Linked DNA regions of Hordeum vulgare: region 1 is linked to region 2. Evidence: chromatin contacts called from public Hi-C data. All regions are on one chromosome and are shown on one strand. Each heading gives the region's core, a stretch centred on a gene start, on an enhancer-like site or on the middle of the called end of the contact. The rest is flanking DNA. Distances are from core to core; before and after follow the strand shown.

Region 1 (3,326 bases), core at 583-3,082, 300 kb before region 2:
CAAACCTTAGCAATCTCGGTACCACCAACATTCCTTTCGGTGCCACCAATATCAGTGACCAACTTCTTGTATGCCATTTTTAAGAATCCATAAATTCTGGGTTTTGGAATCGGTCTCATCGAGATTTGAAAACTGCCCTAGGTCACCCATATCGGCACCACCAAGATTCCTATATCGATCTCATCGAGAATACAAAAGTTGCCACATTTTGCACTAGTTGGTGCCACCGAGTTGGGCAATAATGTTGTAATGGTTGGATTTTTGGAGATGCCTATATATACCCATCCACCACCTCTCATTCGAAGAGGAAGCATGCAGAATACGCATACACTTGCCATATCCATTTTTCTGTGAGAAAGCCACCCACTCATGTGTTGGGATCAAGATATTCCAATCCATCCATTTGAGACTTGATCTCTAGCCTCCACAAGTTTCTTTCCACCCAATCAATCTCTTCTATCCAAACCAAATCTATGAGAGAGTGATTGAGTGTTGAGGAGACTATCTTTTGAAGCACGAGAGGAAGGAGTTCATCGTACTACCGCATATATTACCTTTTGAAGGGTGATGCCTCCTAGATTGGTTAGGTGTCGTTTGGGAGCCTTCTACTTCGTGTTGTGGAGTTGAACCAATAAGTTTGTGAGGGCAAGGAGATCGCCTACTTCGTGAAGATCTATCCCGAGTAAGGCTAGTCCTTCGTGGACGTAAGACATGGTGGAATAGACAAGACTGCTTCTTCATGGACTCTTCGTGGGTGGATCCCTCCATGGACTCGCGCAACCGTTACCCTTCGTGGGTGGAAGTCTCCACTAATGTGGACGTACGATAGCACCACCTATCGGAACCACGCCAAAAATCGCCGAGTCAACCTTTGCATTTGATCTTCCTATCCCTACCCTCTATTTACATGTGCATGACTTTACTTTCCGCTGTTATACTCTTAGACTTGCATGTGTAGGGTGTGCTTGATTTACAGCAATTGCTAAACCTTACCCACAACTAAAATTGAGGAAAAACTAAGTTTTTATTTGGTCAAGTAGTCTAATATACCCTAGACATACTTCGGATCCCACAACCATGTCCTCACCTCCATCACGCAGAGTCGTGCTCCTCGCCACTGTCGACCAAACCTGCTCGTTACGGAGACCTTGCCGGAGGTGACATCCTATGCAACATCACGTGGAGAAATGTGAAGGACCCGGCCATCAAATGCCCTACACCTTGCGCCGCCCTGGAAATAATGTCCTCCTCCTCATCATCATCATGGCATCCGACGTTCCCAACAACGACTGCCTTGTGCTCCTTCAGTCGATGGTGATGACAGTGAGGACGTCCCATCCACGACCAACGCCGTCGACTAGCCTAATTCCGACAAAAAAGAAGAGGACATGGAGCGTCACCATGGCTTGGGTCCCACGAGGGCCACACCCCATATCCTACCCCCCTTCCTGTGCACAACTTAACTTTCCGGGGCTCAAGGCTGATGAGCTTACCGGACATGCAAAAACAAGATGTGGAATACGGACGCTGTCGCTGCGGACGATCATTTAGACTATAGGTTAAAAAAGTCTCGCCCACTTTTATTAGTTGAAATATGTTGAAAATATAAAGATTTTGATCTGGGTTATATGGAAATTATCCGATTTACATAAAAATTACTATCTGATTTGAATGTTTACATGGAAAATATCTGATTCATATTCAAATCACGTTTGAAACATATACGGACACGGTTGAATGACCCATAGATACCTCCTCGCGCGCTGGCGCCGCTCCTGGTTTCCGTGCCCGGGCTCGACTCGACCAGCCAGGCCAGCGCGTCGGTTGCCGTCTCTTTTCCCTTCCACATTTCCCCCCCTCCACGCGGTCCAGACCAGCCAAGAACAACAAACCGCTCCAAAAGAAAAGAGAAAAGAACACCTTTCTATTTCCCACTTTCTTTAATTTTTTTTCCTTCTAGAACGAGGAGCGAGAAGAAACACATTCCGGAGCCGCGCCGGAGCCGTCCGCCGTGCCGGCCTCGAGCCAGCGCACCGCCAAGGCCCCACCCCGCCGAGGGTGGAGGAGAGAAGAGGAGAGGGAGGGCGACGGCGACGGCGACGAGGAGGCGGCTCCAGGAGCCCCGCGGGATAAGCTTCTAGAAGCTGCCGGAGGCGGGGCGGGGGCGAGCGCAGCGCGATCTCGGCCGAACCTGCCGCGCTGAGGAGGCGCCGGGGAGGGCGCCTCCCGGATGCCGGCGCCCTCCGTGACTTGAATGGAAGGCAGATCTCGAGGGCGAGGGAAGCTTCTAGAAGCGGGCTGAGGAGGCGCGGTTAGTTCGTTAGGGTTTGGCCTGGCGGTGGGAGGCGGGGCGGGATGGGGGGAGGCTCCGAGGGAGGAGGAGACGCGGACGAGGCCTGCTGCAGCGTCGGGGACACCTCGCCGGGGACCATCGTGTGGGTGCGCCGGAGGAACGGCTCCTGGTGGCCCGGCAGGATCCTGGGCCAAGACGAGCTGCCGCCGTCGCAGATCATGTCCCCAAGGTCCGGCACGCCGGTCAAGCTTCTCGGCCGCGAGGACGCCAGCGTGTAAGTTTCCACTCTCCTGCCTTTTTGGTTTTCTTCTCAAGAAGAAGAAGACGCCCTGTTAAGTTCGATTACCAGTTGTTTCTGATGCTGCATTTAGGACGCTGAGTTTGGAACTTTGATGGAAGAAACAATGCCTAGGCAGAGTCTAACTGCTATCATTAAGAGTAGCATTTGTCCATGAAATCAGCTAGTTGAATCCTAAATCATGCTATAACCCCAATCAAGTTTTGTTCGAGGAGCCTGGGAGGTGGCTCCGCCTCTGATTGTACCCGGAAATCTGTTTTTTCATGCTCGCTGTTAAGCTCGGTACCAGCTTATTTGCTGTCTGTGCATGCATTTTGAGATGAAATTTTGATCTGTTCACATGATACATTAGGCCATTTCCAACGCCCGGCGCTAGGAGAGGGTGCCAGGGAACATTTCCCAGCCGATCGGCGGTTGCGTCATCAATTCCTAGCGTTTGATGCGGCATCGGCGCAAAATCTTGCCACGAGCTCTGTGCGATCTTTTCCGCATGAGAAAAGACAAGAACCGCTATGTCTAATCGTGTTTTTTGTGTGAATATATTTCTAATCAAAGTTAAAAAGAGCGCTAGGCATTAATTGTACGTTTTGCCAGCGCCTTGTGTTCTTCTGACCAAAGCGCATGCTTAAGCGCAATTATGTGCACATTAAGTGCAATTAAGTGCTAGACGTTTTGCTATCGCCTAGAACCTAGGCACGCCTTTTTGAACTAGTATGTTTCTAATCATGGATAGGG
Region 2 (3,039 bases), core at 28-2,527:
TATGAACAAGTATGCCAGGCCAAACCTTTTGTTGAAGATGAGGAGAACGTTTTTTTTAGAAGAAGATGAGCAAAGTGTTCCGGAGGACGCGCTTTGTGTCTCGTGCGGAGGCTTGGTGTCTATGCTCAGAGTAGCTCACTCGCAAGAGTTTAGCAAGTTGTGCAAAAAACAATTTAAAATATATATTATTCAATTTATTTTTTGAAAATATGTTGTACACAAAAATGCTATTACCCATCAAAAAACAAAACATCATTACCACTCAATAAAAATGATAATTATTATTAAAAAAGTAATCCAATTTTTATGTAAGCATTACATTATAATTTAAAACTTTTAAAAAAACTTCTTTCGTCTAAAAATAGATGTCTTACATTTAATATTATAATTTACATTTAACATTTAATGACAAAACAAATGGGCTCTGCACTTTTTTTTAGCCCGGTGCAACGCACGGGCATTTGTACTAGTCTCTATCTATGGGAGCAAAAAGGGCATACCTCGGCCCAATGGTGCAGCACGACGACGTGCTCACGATGGTGACACTCCTCTTCGTGGTCTTTGCAGGAAGGAGAAAGTGGCCTTCGGTTGAGCTTTGGATAACGGGTTTACGTCGTCGAGTACCATTTAGACGATATGCAACCCTTCTTCCAGCCATGGACGACGTCGAGTACCATTTAGACGATATGCACATTTAGACGCCCGTTTAGACGAGGTGTTGGACGTTGGTTTTTGGATCATATCGTCTAAAACCGGTACACACATCCGTTTAAACGTGTTACTGAAGATGCTGTGACACGGAGATCCGGGACTCTTGTATCCTTACGTCATCGAACCGGCGGACGGAGGATGAAGGAGTCCGCGGACTCGCCGGCGATCGACAGTGGGATTGGATGCACCCTGTTCTCTCCTGTGTTTTTTTTTCTGAGGTAACCGTCAAGTTTTTTCTTTTTAGGTCCGAGGTAACCGGGAATAGCTTGAGTTTGTTTTACTTGACACTCTGGCCCGGCCCATTTTACGGGCGCTGCAGCGAGTGAAGGGAAGGGAACGGCTCGAGGATGTTCCATGTCTTAAAAAAGAAAAAGAAAAAGAAGGCTCGAGTATGTTCGACTCCCGTCCCGTCGCTCACCCGCCGTCTCCAAAATCCCCATCCGACCGGGACCCGCTGGCCGCACACGCGCAGCGTCGCCCGCTCCCCCAAATTCAAATTTCGAATTGCCCCTCCGCTCCCAGCCCGTCCACTTTAAACCCCACCCCATTCCCCTCCCCTCCCCTCCCCCAGATCCCCAATTCCACCCCCCGCCTCGCATTTCCACCCCCACCACCAAAACCCTAGCGCGGCCACACAACCTCTGTGTGCCGCCATGGCGCCCGCCGCGAAGAAGCCGCCGCTCAAGTCCAGCTCCTCGCACAACTCCGCCGCGGGGGATGCCGCCGGGAAGACCATCGAGGAGATGTACCAGAAGAAGACGCAGCTGGAGCACATCCTGCTGCGCCCGGACACCTACGTCGGCTCCATCGAGAAGCACACGGCGGCGCTCTGGGTCTACGAGAACCGCGCCATGGTGAACCGGCAGGTCACCTACGTCCCCGGCCTCTACAAGATCTTCGACGAGATCCTCGTCAACGCCGCCGACAACAAGCAGCGCGACCCCTCCATGGACTCCCTCAAGGTCGACATCGACGTCGCGGGGTGCTGCATCTCCGTCTTCAACAACGGAGACGGCGTGCCCGTCGAGATCCACCAGGAGGAGGGCATCTACGTGCCGGAGCTCATCTTCGGCCATCTCCTCACCAGCAGTAACTACGACGACAACGAGCGGAAGACCACCGGCGGGAGGAACGGCTACGGCGCCAAACTCGCCAACATCTTCTCCACGGAGTTCGTCATCGAGACCGCTGACGGGCGCCGCCAGAAGAGGTACAGGCAGGTGAGACAATCATGGACCCCGTGAGCGTTCTACGGTTGATATTCTGGTTTTCGGGTCGCTGTTTGGGCCTGGATTAGTTAGAACTGCACGCATCTGAAGAATCGATGTGCCATGTGACTGTACTGAGGCGCGGTTGGTTGTGACCACACCAGAGTTGATAATAATCTGTTAATATTGGAGTGCGAGACTGTACTTCTTATTATTTTTCTTACTGTGAACGAGATTTTGATATTAGAGTGGAGCATTTGCGTTGTTTAATCCGGCAAACGGCTAGAAATTTTGCAGGGTTGGTTCAAATTTTTTCGTCTGTTGAACCTACCTGAACAAGGTTTTCTTAATTATTCTATACTAAGAATTCGAATATTGTTTCCTTTGATAGTTGCAAGCATTGGCCGGTATGAGGAACCTAGCCGCATAAGGTTTCCTTAATGTAGGATTGGTACACACAGTAGGAGTATATATTAACTAATGTCTCCTGTACGTTCGTTAGGCACAGCCACCCAAATCACCAAGCACATGATACATTGTGACATTCCTCCTTGAATGCATGTGCAGGTTTTCTCTGAGAACATGGGGAAGAAGTCGGAGCCTGAGATTAAGAAGTGCAAGCAATCAGAGAACTGGACCAAAGTGACCTTCAAGCCTGACCTTGCAAAGTTCAACATGACCGAGCTCGAAGCTGATGTCGTGGCACTCATGATGAAGCGAGTAGTTGACATGGCGGGCACCCTTGGCAAAACCGTGAAGGTTGAGTTGAATGGCGAGAAGGTGGCAGTAAAAAGCTTCTCAGATTACGTGCAACTGTATATTGACTCCGCTTCCAAAGAAGGAATCGACCTACCAAGGTTTGCCATACTTTTTTGCTTGCCAGTTTGAGATGTCCACGAAAATCTCTGACAACTATTCTGATGTTCAAATTTGCCTTCTCTTCCAGAATTTACCAAAAGGTAAATGATCGTTGGGAGGTCTGTGTGAGTCTAAGTGAAGGCCAGTTCCAGCAGGTAAGCGCCGGCTAGTTTCCTGTGAAGCTCCATTACAGTGTGTTGTTATAGTTATACCTCAGACAATCTGTTTGGATTGCAGGTCAGTTTTGTAAATGGAATTGCAA

What was found. Hi-C and Micro-C count contacts between places; a contact is called where the count stands out from the background.
Region 1: a Hi-C map of leaf shows a contact between it and region 2, with 5 times the contacts expected there. The contact joins the promoter of LOC123401314 here to the promoter of LOC123401725 in region 2. A contact is called at or near these places in 4 of 6 Hi-C or Micro-C datasets (leaf and seedling) and 1 of 1 datasets of contacts at active chromatin or transcription factors (embryo).

The regions. Positions count from the first base shown.
Region 1 is chr6H:458,157,271-458,160,596 of MorexV3_pseudomolecules_assembly, reverse strand. It overlaps LOC123401314, which reads left to right and starts at 1,832. Exons shown (of 4, transcript XM_045095094.1): 1 at 1,832-2,567. The coding sequence starts at 2,356.
Region 2 is chr6H:457,855,570-457,858,608 of MorexV3_pseudomolecules_assembly, reverse strand. It overlaps LOC123401725 (DNA topoisomerase 2), which reads left to right and starts at 1,277. Exons shown (of 21, transcript XM_045095581.1): 1 at 1,277-1,931; 2 at 2,487-2,776; 3 at 2,866-2,932; 4 at 3,015-3,039. The coding sequence starts at 1,365.